2 separate regions of the Pan troglodytes genome follow, and region 1 is linked to region 2. A link is a contact called in public Hi-C data. All regions are on one chromosome and are shown on one strand. The core of a region is the stretch at or near the end of the contact, and the rest is flanking DNA. Distances in the headings are between cores, read along the strand shown. Region 1 holds the start of PRR7 (proline rich 7, synaptic). Region 2 holds the start of MXD3 (MAX dimerization protein 3).

Region 1 (6,752 bases), core at 2,214-4,713, 130 kb after region 2:
GTGGGGCATCCCTGGTCAACCCTCAAACATTCCGGACTCCCCTCATAACAATAGACACATGTGCCCAGCAATAATCCGCCCCTTCCTGTGTGCGCCTGTGGGGTGCGTGCACGCGCGTGTGTACCTGTATGGGTGAAGGGGATAGGGCGAGGCTGTGCCTGTGCCCCAGGCCCCAGCCCTGGCCCTTCCCAGACTGTGATGGCCATCCTGGTCCCAGTGTTAGGGTAGCATGGGATTACAGGGCCCTGTTTTTTCCATATTTAAAGCCAATTTTTATTACTCGTTTTGTCCAACGTAAGCTGCCACATGTCTCTGTGTGAATACAGTCCGAGCACAAACCTGGCTAGCCGCCCCTGCCTGCCTCTTTCTTGCTTCCGGTGCTCCAGGGGTCTTCCTGCTCCCCTGGCCCAGCTGGAAGCGGGAAGGGATTGGAGGTGGGCCTGGAGGGAAGCAGGGTGTGCCCTTCCGAGGCCCAGGAGCCCCCAGGGCTGACTCTGAACTAGCCTCTCCAGACAGCCAGGCTTTGGTAGCCTTTGGGCTCACCCAGTGGGTTTCCCAACTTCCTAAATGGGATGGGGCCTAAGGAAAGAAGCCTTGGGTGCCCACTGGGATGTGGGTCTGTTTCTGACTGCTGGTAAGGCGGGCCCCGTTGGTGTCCTTCCCTCCAAGGCTAAGGTGGCCTGGCTGCCTAAATGTGGACTTGAGAGTAGGGTGGGAGCTGTGTAAGGAATGTCTGCCCCAGGCCTGCGTTACCTGGACGCCAGCCATGTACGGGCCCCGGGCTGAGGCACGTGCATCATATCCACCCCTCTGTTTTGCCCTTGACACATTATGGGCAAAGACCTAGACAGTGGGTGACGCTGGCAGATAGGCTGTGGCCAGTGTGGGAGAGTTCTCTGAAGACGGTGGTTGAGCCGGCCTCGAAGTGGACATTCACCTGGGAGGAAGGGGGACTGGGAGGCACTCAAGGGGAGCTTCCTGCCTGGGCTCTGGGGCTGAGAGCTTGTTGCCTACCAGTCTGTCCCAGATCTGGCAACCCCATCACTGCTCTGTAGACTCCCAGTGTCCCCAGCTCCCTGAGAATGCCCCGTAAGCCCCATCAAGCTTGTTCCTGGCCTCTGGACTGGGCACCCAGTGCTGCAGGAGCCACGTGAGCTTTGTAGCTGACAGTTCCAGGTTCAAGCCCCAGCCTGGCCACTTTTCAAGTTGGCCCTGCACAGGCGCTTCCCTGATATGGAAAGGTAGGTGTAAGACCCATCACCTTTCTGGGCAGCTGTTAGAATCCACCAAAGCAGCCAGCCAGCCCCTTGAGTTCCCAAGCCACCGCAGGACTCCCACCTGCTGGGGAGTGGTGCTGAGTACCAAACTAACCACCTGGCTTAAGCACAGCCAGAAGGTGCCAAGCCAGCAGCCTGGCAGAAGGGGCCTTTTGTGGCCCCACTCATGACATGTGGAGTGCCTGCTGCTTCCCATCAACCTAAGGGAAATAAGGGGAGCGGGGACCTGCTCAAGGTCTTCCAACTGGTTAAGTGGCCATTGCAGGGTGGGGAGGAAACCAGGTAATGATGGGAAAGCTGGATCCTACCCATGTATCATGAGAAAGGAGCCTGGGGTGGGTTTGCCCCTCTGCCCCAGGCTGTTATGAGGTGGGAGTGGGGGATTTTTAGGTAGGTGTTAGCATGTCATACCAAAGCCCAGCCCTGGGCAGGTATGCAAGAGTGAGCGCGTGCCAGGTGGACGTGCAGGACCCTGAGGCACTCTGCCTGCACCTGGATCAGGACGCCCTGGCCAGGCTCCCCCTTGGGCTAGGGAGGCATCCAGGGAACTTCTTGGCTAGGGTTAAACTCACCTTAAAGCTCTTAACACAGTGGGTCCTTGGCAGAGGGAACTCCCAGAATTCATTTCCCAAGAAGCTTCCCTGAGCTGTCCTCCATGCCCAGCTCTGTGGTGGGAACTGGGACCCAGATGGAGACGAGGCCCCTGGCAGCTTGGAGCTCAGTCTGGTAGGGAGGCAGACATGGGAACAGCGGGACCCAGTGTGATCAGCACTGTGGAAGAGAGGACTCTAGAGCTGACAGGGTTGGGGGTGGGGCAGCACCAAACAGGGAGGCCCCTTGACCCTGAAGGTGTCAGAATTGGTGCCCTCTGGGACACAGGGTCAGATGCACCCAAGTAGAAGAGCCAGATGGATGGTCCAGGGCTTTAGTGGTTTAGGATGGCTGAGCATGGGAGGCCAGGGGTGGAAGCAAGGAATGGCTGGAGCTGAAGTCAGTGAGACACAGCCAGCTTTGAAAGCTAGATTAAGGATCACAGGGTTAAGGCCCAGATGGGGCCTCATCTGGAAGGTAGGGGATTCCCTGAAGGGTTTTGACTGGTTGTGTTGGGGTGTTTGCTCCAGCATGTACAAAAGCACCCCCAGTCTCTGTCCATGTGGTTTAGACGGGGCTGGGCTTGCACCCCCTGCATACGCATACTCCACACACATACCTAGAGTGAGAGAGCCAGGTGGGAATGTTGCAAGTGACAGAACTGTCCTCCCGCTAACTTAGAAGGTGTTCCAAGGATATGGAGGAGCTTCGGGGTCTTAGTTGTGGGCTCCATTTTCATCAGGAGACACCCACCAGAACCAAGATGATAGAGCCATTTGGTTTTGCCTCTTTGAGCCCAGTTGCAAACTCAAGGAGTCTGAGTGGCCAGGCTGGATACCTGCCTGCTGTGCACTGTCAGGGAGCAGGGCACTTGGGTTCACAGTTTCACCAGGATGGCACCCGTGGGGCAGTGATTCCCCCATTGAAATCAGGGTGCCTGTATACAAAGAAAAGGGAGCGGGTACTGGGAGGCCATTCCCTTTGCATAAGGAGCACATATCCTCTCCCTTAACACACAGGCACTTAGATTGGTTCACTGATAGAGACTCAGCCCAAATGAGTCCAAAAAGAATCATTCGTGGAGTTGTTTGCTTGTATTTTGCTCAAATGATGGGGAAAGAATTGGGGTTCCCTTTCCTCCAGGGATAGATGGCAGGATATGAGCCTAGGGCTGTTGGGGTTGTCCTCGCTACCTCTTGGGGTGAGCTTACCTGAGAGTGATGCAAACAGAAGCAGATACGTGCCTGACACCACTGCGGGAACACCTGGAAGCAACTGTGACCAAGGCTAGAATCTACCCTGGGACTTGCCAGTTGCATGAGCCAGTCCCCTTTGAGCTCAAAGCTTTTTCTTTTCTTTCTCTTTCTTTTCGTTCTTTCCTTTCTTCTTTCTTTTTTATTTTTCTTTCTTTCTTTCCTTTCTCTTTCTTCCTTCTCTTTTTTTTTTTTTTTTTTTTTTGTGAGACAGGGTCTCACCCCCTCCCTTAGGCTGGAGTGCGGTGGCGTGATCTCGGCTCACTGCAACCTCTGCCTCCCGGATTCAAGCGATTCTCCACAGGCGTGCAGATTTTTTTTTTTTTTTTTTTGTATTTTTTGGTAGAGACGGGGTAGAGCTCAAACCTATTTGTTTGGGAGTTCTGTCACTTCAACCCCAAATGTTCCAGCTAATATGGTGGTGGAGGGGTTTTTGGCAAATCACCTTAAGTGCAGTAGAGAAGTTGGACGAAAAACAGCCCAGTTAAGAGGCCGATGGACAGCCAACTTCAGAGTGGCCTCTGCAAGCTTGGACCTCGGGGTAGACAGTGGGGCGCTCTCTAGGGGTCATCTGTTCCCTGCTGGGGTAGGGGGGAGGCATGTCCACGGAGGCCAGGGCTGTGGGTTCGGCACTAGGTCCTCCTCCCCGTGGCTTGCTAGTAGGCATGTGGTGGTGTACGCCTGCTGGGCACCTAGCGAGTGGGGTCGTGAATTGGGAGGGGGCCACGTTGGGGTGCCTGCCTGCTCGGGGGCCCCTGCCCACTGCGTGTGCGCAGCGCCTGTCAGGATGTGACGGGGACCTGGACATGTGTGTGCTCTCCGAGCTGAGCTGTGTGCGCGTCCGGGTTCTCGACCTCAGCTGCCTGGCTGTGCATCCAGCGTGCACGACCGGTGTGGCCTGGGCTCCAGCCTGGAGTGTGGACCGGGTCGGCCGGCGTGTGCCTCCCCTGTGAGGGTGCCCTGGTGGGTGTGAGCCCGGCGGGCTGGAGAGCCGGGTCTCGGCGCCGCAGGTGGGTGACCGTCCTCCCCCTCCTTCCCTCCGGGGGCAGCCTCCTCGCGGCGTGTGGCTGGGGGTGGGGGGCCCTCTGCCGGCTGCCGCGCGCGCGCACGCCGGGCTCAGCACCCGCCGTGTACGCGCCCGTGCGCGCGCCCCGCGCCTCCAGCCCAGCGCTCGGAGCCGCTTTCGCTGCCACTGTCTGCTCCCCCGGGCCGCCGCCGCCGCCGCCGCCTCCCCCCGCAGGCCCGGGGCTCTGTCCGCTGGGCCCGCGCTGCTCGCCCCGAGCCAGGAGAACGAGCTCGAGGAGGATGCCTGGGCCCGTGAGTACCGCGGCGGCTGCGGGCCGGGCGGGCACGGAGCGCGGGCGGAAGATGGTCCCAGGACTGAGCCCTTCCCCGCGGGCGGCTCAGCGCCCTGGCCCCGGGTCGCCGCCCCGGTCCCCCGCCCGGGCCGCGAGCAGCCCCTCCCCCAGTCCACACCGGAGGGAGGGAGAGCGCCAGTGAGCGAGGGAGCCGGAACGGGGCGCGAGCCGCCACCAGTTCGCTTGGAAACGGTTGCCACAGCAACGGGGTTGCGCTCCCCGGCAACACGACTGCGGGGCGGCGACGCCCCCTCCCCCTCCCTCCCCCCTCCCCCGACGCGGGCCCACAGCCCGGGGGTGCAGGGGGAGAGGGGTGCGCGGCGGGGGCATGTCGCCCCTCTGGCCCGGCTGGGTGTGCCTGCCTCCACAGCCCGTCGAGGGTGGGGGTGGGGGCGAACGGCCGTGGGCACGAGCTGGCTCCCACGTGGCTGCAGTCGTCGCAGCAGGGCTCCTGGGGTGGCTGCAAACGTGGGGGCGGCCCAGCCCCTGGGCTTGTCACGGGAGGGGGAGGCATGGAGGCTGGGGCTGGGGTCTTTGCCCATAGACCCCCCACCCACCCACCGCCGCCACCACCTAATCGCGCCGGCCCTGGACATGGCCTGAGCCGAGCTGGGTTCCCCAGGGGCGACGTTTTTTACCAGGGTAGAGGAGCGAAGCTTGCATCCCTCCTCCTCCTCACGGCCGAGGCACGTGCCAAACCGGGCATGGGCCCGCGGTGAGTCTCTGCTCCGTGTTCCTGGCCACCATTCTCCAGGGAGGGGTGGAAGCAGAGTGGGCAGGAGCAGAGGAAAGGATATTGCTGACCCAGGGAAGCTGAAGCCCAGGCCAAATGGGAGCGACCCAGCCCATTGTCTGGATCACAAGTGCCCCTTTCTTGTCTGAGCACAATGTCCCAACTGTACTGAGTAGCATGCAGGTTGGCCAGCAGGGAGGCCCGCGCCACATGGAGGTGCCTGGTCCGCCAGGGGAGCCCCTCTGGGAGGAGAATGGCCTCTGGCTCCCCTCCCAACCTCCCCTCAGCGGGCATGATGCTGGAGAGAGAAATGGCCCTCCTGCCAGCTCTCCCAGGCCTGACTCAGCAGATGCCAGCCCCGACCGCGGGCTTCAGATCCAGGATCCCAGCGACCACAACCGTCCTTGGGTTTCCTTTCCCATCCGGGGAGGCATGCTAGAGGTGACTGGCATCTGGGGCATTGGAGGCCTTGGCATAAGATGCCCTTAGATGGGTGGTGCCCTGGAGGTCAGGCCTGAGTCTCCTGCAGGCAGGGGCGCCTGGGGAATTACTCACGGGTGCCTTTCATTCCCTTCCTGCTCTGTGAGACCTGTGTTGAGTGCTCTGCATCCATTATCTCCTAATTTTTTTTTACAACAGTTGCACAAGGTAAGTTTATTATCCCCATTTTAGAGATGAAGACTCTAAAGGGAGGCTCAGGGAGGTGAGTGACTTGCCCAAGGTCACACTACCAGTAAGTGGCAGAGCTGAGTCTACACCGCAGGCTTCTCTGGGGGCAAAGCTCCTCTCTGCCTGCTAGCTAACTTCTCTTGTAACCCAGGAGAAGAACTGTAGAGCCTTCTTCCTTCACTTTCCTCCAGTGAGGACATTTCCTGTCTTTCGGGTCTTGGTACATTTTTCCTTCTTCCAGCTAAATCAGCCACATTCTTGCTCCCCCAGATGCATTGTAGGATGGGGCCAGCTTTCTCCCTCCCTTCTTCACTTCCTCCCTCCCTCCATTTTCTCCGGTGAGACCAAGCAGCAAAGGGCTGCCTCAGTCCCCTGGGAAAACCCCAAGCCCTGGTCCTCGGCTCATGGGCTCCATGGCCTGCTCAGCTTGCAGTCTTGGCTGTGGGAGAGAAAATTTAGCAAAGATGGGTCCATGCACTGCTGCAGCCTGTGGGTGCTCAGTCTAGCTCCAGGCATTGGAAACCCAAATGCTTCCAAGGATCAGGGGGGAAATGGAATGAGTGAGGCGGGCCAGGGAGCCACTCAGCTCCAATCTTTGTCACTGTGTGAAATGTGGACTTGGTATGACCTGACTGTCCAATTTTCAAGATGAACCAGAAATCCAGACCTTTATATAAAATCTCCTGGATTTTTAAATGTTGGCAATTAATCAGAATGTTTTTAAAAATGGATTGTGAACATGGATTGTTTTTAAAACATGTCTGAGAACTGTGTCCAACCTAAGGGTCCTGTGTCTGAGACCTCTGGTCCGTGGGAAAGGGACCGCAGGTTTTGCTGGGCCGCCTCCAGGCTGTGTACACTGTGACACCAG
Region 2 (6,987 bases), core at 305-2,804:
GCAGAGGAGGGCCCGACCAGGGGCGGCGCCCACCCCCACCCCCACTCCCGCCGCCCCCGGCCTCCTCACCGCCCGCTGTCCTGCGCGCCAGGAGCCTGGGGGGGTCGCTTCTTCCTCCTGTGGGTGGGGCCTGGACTGCGATGCGGGCACAGGGACGCATAACCATGCTCGGCCTCTGCCAGAGAGAGCCCCCGCCCGCGTCAGGCTGGGGCTGGACCTGGTCCCAGCGGGAGCCCCAGGCACAGCACGGTCAAGGAAAGGCTTTTGGCGCCAGGACCATTTCCCCCACCCGTCCCTGCTCTACCTCCCCGGGACTCCTCTCGAGTTGAGGGCGAGGCGCCCCGGGATTACTGTCCTAGGGCGGTGCATCCTTCAAGCTGGGAGCCAGGTCCAGTCCAGGCCCGTGTCAGCGAGGTCGCCGCCCGGAATTCAGCCAAGGGTCCTTCCTCACCTCTCTCACGGCGCTCCAGGAACTCGGCCGCCTGCAGCAGGACCTGGATGTTGCTGGCCACGGGTTCCATGTCGGCGACAGCTGGCGGCGGGCCGGCCTAGGGTGCCGGCCGGAGCAAGCGGCTGCAGCACTTTTGTTACAAAGTAACTGACACGGTGCAACAAACACAGGGGCCCGCCCCGCCCCCGGGACGCCCCGCCCGCGGGAACGCCCAGCCCTTGGCTCCGCCCCTCTGGAACCCGCCACGGAGCCGCAGCCCACCCTCCGGCAGCCGCCCCGCCCCGAGTGGTCTCAGACTTTCCAGGGGCAGGTAAGGGCGCTGGCTCCAGGCCTGGCCCTGGAGCGAACCCTCAGGCTAACCGGTGCTGCTTCTTGCCCGCCTCACTCATCCACCCACGCCGGCTCATTGGCGTCTTTGATCTCAGCTTCCAGCCCCGTGCTAGTGACTAGCCCCCAACATAGCACGGCGCTCTGGGGGCCTGGTGGTCCCCTGAAAGCCCCGGGCCCAGCCGCTGCACGTGGGGGCCGCGGGGGCGGGGCCTCCGGCCGCCGCTCGCCCATTCGCACATGGCTTCTCAAGGATCGCTGTTGTCATCCTCGGGGCGGGGTCGGGGAGCCTCTGATGCCCTATTGGCTGGCGCTCTGCCCCGCCCTCTCCCGCCGCTGATCCACACGTTCGGGCGGGAAAAGAAGCAGGTTTCAAATTTGAAAACCCAAGCGATGGGGCGGGGTTGAGAGGGGAGCTGGGCCTCAATGCGCAGGCGCCGGCGGAGGGGCGACGGACCCGGCTCCTGCCCTCCGGGGTCTGTCCCCAAGCCTGCCTGCCATCTGCCCCCGAAGGCCCCCGTGGGCCCCAGCTTCCTACTGTGTCGAATGGGAATAATATCTCGGCCCCCCTCCTCTTCTGTGAGGAAGCTGTTGTTGCTACGAAAACGTCAGTGGGGTAACAGCTTCCTCAGGCAGGCCATACCCTGGAGGCACGCGAAATGGCCTTTTCCGGAGCCTGGGGCTCTGGTATCCACGGAGTTGGGGTCCTCTCCTGTCACTGATGCCTCAGCTGTGTATGACTCAGGAGGTGACCTCCGTCTCTAAGCCTCAGGAGCCCTGCGACAGCGTTGAAGGATCAGAGCCAATGCCTCTGCGGTGCCCATGGCATGAAGGAGCCGCCCATCTCAAAGGCCAGTGCAACCAGACCGCGGCGTTTGCCTCCCAGGCAGCCCCTGCTTGCCTTACTCAGAGTCCATAAACCCTTCTTGCACCTGACTCTCCTAGCCGGCCGAAGGAGTGGCTGTGATGACTTCTAGCCTCAGCACCAGCAGGTGGGGCCACATCTGGGGACAGGAAGATGAACGCAGCTGTAGCAGGGTGGAGCATTGCTGCCAGCCACGGGCTGAGTCTGTGACTCCAGTAATCCCAAAATAGAGAGGGGAGGGAAGGTGGGAGGGATCGATGCTCTGTAAAGAGACAGTCCTGGTTAAACACAGGCACATGTCAGTCAGGCCTCAGTTCCTTGGGAAAAATCTTTTTTTTTTTTTTTTTTTTTTTTTGAGTCTTGCTCTGTCGCCCAGGCTGAAGCGCAATGGCTCAATCTCGACTCACTGCAACCTCCGCCTCCCGGGTTCAAGCAATTCTCCTGCCTCAGCCTCCCAAGTAGCTGAGACTACAAGCGCCCACCACCACACCCAGCTAATTTTTGTATTTTTAGTAGAGACGGGGTTTCACCGTGTTGGCCAGGCTGGTCTCGAACTCCTGACCTCAGGTGATCCACCCACCTCAGCCTCCCAAAGTGCTGGGATTACAGGTGTGAGCCACCGTTCCTGGCCGGGAAACATCTTGAAGTTTCGGCCAGGCGCCGAAAAAAAATGAAGTTTCTCTAAGAGTTGCTCACAGCGGAATAACTGCCCTGTCTAGGCAGACGATCCATCTACCCAGCCGCCTGTCCTTAACTCACAAAATATTTGCTGAGCTCTCACTGGACACCAGGCGCTGTGCTGGGGGCTGGAGGACATATGATAGGCAAAATCATACAGGGTCCCTGCCCTTGCAGAGCTCATAGGCTTGAGAGGGAAAGACACCAATACAGTCGCAGGAAGGCGGAGGTCCAGCTGGACAGGTCCTCACAGGGAGAGACCGTGCCCCACAACACATTCTAAGGAACATTTGACCTAATTGGTGAGGTCAGAGAAGGCTTTACTGGGGAAATGGATGAAGAAGTGTTATCTAAGTATAGGAGAGATGAAAGAATTCTAGACAAAGGAACAGCACGTGCAAAGGCCCTGGGGCTGAAAGGAGCGTGGCAGGGGCGGTGTGGCTTACAGAGAGCAAATAGCCTGGTGCAGGCTGACACTGGAGAGGCTGCAGGGCCCAGAACATGCTGATGGGTTTCCCCAAACTCCCCCCTGCAATCAGCCATCTCTGAAGGAAGGAGCCGCAAGGCTTGTGAATGAATTTCCAATTTTATTTCACTAAAGTCAGCACCATGCAGTGCAGACACGAACCTACTCAGATGTCTGGGCCCTAGGTGGCCTGGCCTCCAGTCTGGGTGGGATAGGGGTGGGGAGGTTCTGAAGGAGGAGAATTTTCAGCAAAGGGAAAGAAGGAAGCATATGTGAGCTGAAGACATGGCCAGGAGGTGGTGGGAGTCAGGCTGGGGCTGCAGAGGGGCTGGAGGGCTCATGTCAAGGAGTTTGGACTTCATCCTAGGAGCTGCAGAGCGGTTTTGAGCCAGGGACAGCATGTGGGCTGGGGTCAAGGCCACCGGCCAGGCCAGACAGGAACAATACCTCCCCAGGAACAGGATGGGACGGGGCATGGGGGGATCCAGCCTGGACCAGCAGGGATCCTGCCCCGAGCCCTTGGATGTCCCCTGGGCCCCTGTGAGAAAATGCTAGAGCTAGTGGCCTCTAGGCACAGGACTGGACAGAGGAGCTGCAGTGCCCCCCCAGCAGTGACCAGCCCAGATCCTCTGCCCTGGACTCCGCAGGGTCCTGCGCTTCGCCCTGTGACCTCCTGCCTCCACCAGCCCACTGTAACTGGGGTTCTGCTGCCTGTACTTGCAGTGCAGACTCTACCCGGGTCTATGGTCCTCTGGGCTCCAAGGGCAGAGTCTGCATCTGTGCCCTGAGTGGAAGGGAAGAAGGGAGACCCCCCGCCCCAGGCCTTTGTCCCAGTTAGGACCCTTGAAGAGGGGAGCCAGTCCTGGGCTCACCGTCCTCCTCCACTCCATGGACACGGTGCAGGAGGAGATGGCCCTGCGTTCCCCAGATCCTTTCCCCTTCTCCCCTGCAAGGAAGAGTCATCGGGGGAGTCGGGAGCCTGGCTCCGACCCTGGACCCCTGCCCAGCCTCCTCCCTGGGCTGCCTGCAGCCTCCCCTCTCCCAGAGAGCAGCACTCCCCAGTCACAGAGCTAACCAGGTCACGCCCCCACTGAAGGCCTCATGCCCCCGCTGAAGGCCCACGCTCCCATGGCCTTCAGGACAAAGTTTGAGCTGGGCCGTGCCCCTCCTCCTGCTGTGGCAGGGGACATGCCATGGCCTTGCCCACCTCCCTGCCTCTGCCATCTCTGCTCAATGTCACTTGCTCCAGGAGGTTCCCAGGCCTCCCTCCTTCAGCGCATCCTCCCAAGTAGCAGTGGGCCCTGCGTCTCTCAGGGTCAGCCTCTTCCTGCAGACTACGACCTCAGCGGCAGAGCAAACCAATGCCGAACAGGGGCTTGGCCAAGCCATAGGCAAGGGGTAAGGAAGGGCTAGTGGGCCTGTGTCTCCATGCCCACAGGATGTCAGAAGAAGCAGTCAGCAGACCCCCACACAGAGGCCACCTCTGGAACGCCCCCCCCGCCAACCCCGGCTGTTGTGGCAGTGCAGCATAATGATCAGGAGTTGGGTGCCAGCCGGTCCCTCGCTTGATGTCACAGGGGCTAAGCCAAGAGGCCAGCCCTGGCTAGACAGGTCTCAGAAGTGCCTGGCAGCCCCTGCTATCCGGGGAGGAACACTGCAAACAGGCCTCTGTAGGCTCAGTAGTATGGCCTTTTTTTTTTTTTTTTTTTGAGGTGGGGTCTTGTGCTGTCACCCAGCTGGAGTGCAGTGACACAGTGAGGGCTCATTGCAGCCTTGACCTGCTGGGCTCAAGCAATCCTCCCGCCTCAGCCTCCCAAGTAGCTGGGACCACAGCTGCATGCCACCATGCCTAATTTTTTTATTTTTTGTAGAGACGGGGTTTCACCATGTTAGCCAAGCTGGTCTTGAACTCCTGACCTCAGGTGATTTGCCCCCCTCAGTCTCCCAAAGTGTTGGGATCACAGGTGTGAGCCACCGCACCCGGCCTGATTTGCATTTTTTCTAAGTCAGCTGAAATTCTTATTTTTCCACTGGATATAATGTATTGTTATCCTCTATCTGCTTTTAATATTTTCTCTTCACCTTTGGTTTTCAACTGTTGGCTGTGACACGCCTGGGTGTGGTTTTCTTGGTGTTTGCCTTGCCTGGGGTGTCTTGAGCTTCTGGAAAAGTTTTCAGTTCTTATCTCTTCAAATATTTTTCCTGTCTTATTCTACCCCTACTTCCCTACTCTTACCCCAATTTCATGTATGTTGCCCAACTTGGTAATATATGAAGGGTCTTACTTTGTTGCCCAGGCTGGAGTGCAGTGGTATGAACACAGCTCACTACAGCCTTGACCTCCCAGGCTCAGGTGATCCTCCTGCCTCAGCCTCCTGACTAGCTAGGATTACAGGTGTGCAACACCACGCCCAGCTAATTTTTTGTATTTTTTGTAGAGACAGGATTTTGCCATTGTTGCCCAGGCTGGTCTCAAACTCTTGAGCTCAAGCAATCCGTCTGCCTCGGCCTCCCAAAGTGCTAGGATTACAGGCATGAGCCACCTTGCCTGGCTTTTCCTATTTTAGTCAACAAATGTTTCACTTGCCTATTCCAATTCTTCATCAAACCATCACTCTGGGGAGGATGCCTCCGCCACTGTTGGACCCTATGTGCTGTAAAATGTGTTCCTTGGTCTGAAGAAATGTGACCAGGCAGAGTCCAAATTGGTACCTTTTTTTTTTTTTTTTTTTGAGATGAAGTCTCGCTCTTGTCCCCCAGGCTGGAGGGCAATGGATGGTGCAATCTCGGCTCGCTGCAACCTCCACCTCCTGGGTTCAAGCGATTCCCTTGCCTCAGCCTCCCAAGTAGCTGAGATTACAGGCACCTGCCACCATGCCCAGCTAATTTTTATATTTTTAGTAGAGACAGGGTTTCACCATGTTGGCCAGGCTGGTCTCGAACTCCTGACCTCAGGTGATCTGCCCACCTCGGCCTCCTAAAATGCTGGGATTACAGGCGTGAGCCACTGCGCCCAGCTGAGTTCCAGTCCTTTTACTGTGCTGTGAGCATTTGCATCTACCACAGGGAAGCTGAGCCCAGTGTGCAGAGTGACTGTTCCTGCCACGACTTACACTTCCTGGGGCTACAGGCTTCAGTCTGACTTGCCTATCAAGCCTCTCGTTGACAGACAGAACAGTTACTGGTGTTTTGTGCCTCAGAGGGTGCAAGGGGAACATGTCTAGACTCAGTCCATCCCTGCACTGTGGCAACCCCGTATGTCCCTCATATCATGAGGCCTCCTTAAGTGAGCACACCGGAATATCCACTGACTGAATCCAATCACCCCCTGATCCTGGAATGGGGTTCTTCTGATGAGCATCAAACGTCCTACTTTAATGTACCCCTCCGACTCCCATAATGATGTCCACAGGCCCATGCCCTATACAGGCATCCCACTAATAGGCCAGTTTTCCATTGCCCTTCTGCTGACTGTGCGGGCAGGTTGGCCACTGCCCGTGAGATGTAGCACAAACACCAGTCAATTCAACCTGCTGAGTTGATTTGTTTTTACCTTCTTTGATGGTCTTCCAGATAGGAAGCTGTCCTGTCACCTTGAAACTTCCATCCATAAACCAGGCGGCTCTTGTTGGTCAATAGAGCGCTGTTCATAGGGCACTCACTGCCCATGTGGCCCGTGAAACTCCTTAGGTGGCTCTGAAGTTGCCTGTGGGGGAAGAGGCACCCACTTGGGACGGCCTTCTTGCATTCCCCAGATAGCACGTTTCCAGAAAAATCATTTCCAAATTATGATGGACCCTTCTGGGCACTGCCCTCCTATCAGAGTATTTCCCCAACATCACCCGAGAAATTATGAGTATTTCAGGTTTCAAGGTTATTTCATGTCCTTAAGTCATAGGGGCAATTGGACTTTAATTAAATCCAATAGCAAGTTAGTCAAACGGAAATTTCCTGGTCCAAAATCCCAGTGGTTGCCACTAGGTGGCACTCCGGCTTTTGCCCTCAGGTCCAGTCTGCTCCTCAGCGGGGCTACGGTACAACAAATGAACAACTTGCACAGGCTTGGGCAATCTTACTGGTTTCCATCAAGTATATCCAGTCAATATTGGCAGGTGGGGAGATTCACATGCCTTCCGCTTTAGCATGCTAGGTAAGAGAAACGCCTCAGCCAGACCCAATATCCACCCCCATAGTACATTC

The links. A called contact is a pair of places that touch in the nucleus more often than the background predicts.
Region 1: a Hi-C map of induced pluripotent stem cells shows a contact between it and region 2, with 4 times the contacts expected there. The contact joins the promoter of PRR7 here to the promoter of MXD3 in region 2. A contact is called at or near these places in 5 of 7 Hi-C or Micro-C datasets (blood, induced pluripotent stem cells, a lymphoblastoid cell line and 1 more) and 1 of 1 datasets of contacts at active chromatin or transcription factors (stem cell-derived excitatory neurons).

Annotation. Positions count from the first base shown.
Region 1 is chr4:175,066,199-175,072,950 of NHGRI_mPanTro3-v2.0_pri, forward strand. PRR7 (proline rich 7, synaptic) reads left to right here and starts at 3,464. Exons shown (of 3, transcript XM_063811733.1): 1 at 3,464-4,131. It overlaps GRK6 (G protein-coupled receptor kinase 6), which reads left to right. Exons shown (of 16, transcript XM_054684835.2): 16 at 1-342.
Region 2 is chr4:174,933,927-174,940,913 of NHGRI_mPanTro3-v2.0_pri, forward strand. It overlaps MXD3 (MAX dimerization protein 3), which reads right to left and starts at 1,555. Exons shown (of 7, transcript XM_063810895.1): 1 at 1,422-1,555; 2 at 452-548; 3 at 70-175. The coding sequence starts at 521. LMAN2 (lectin, mannose binding 2) reads right to left here. Exons shown (of 8, transcript XM_016954336.4): 8 at 4,850-6,493. The coding sequence ends at 6,474.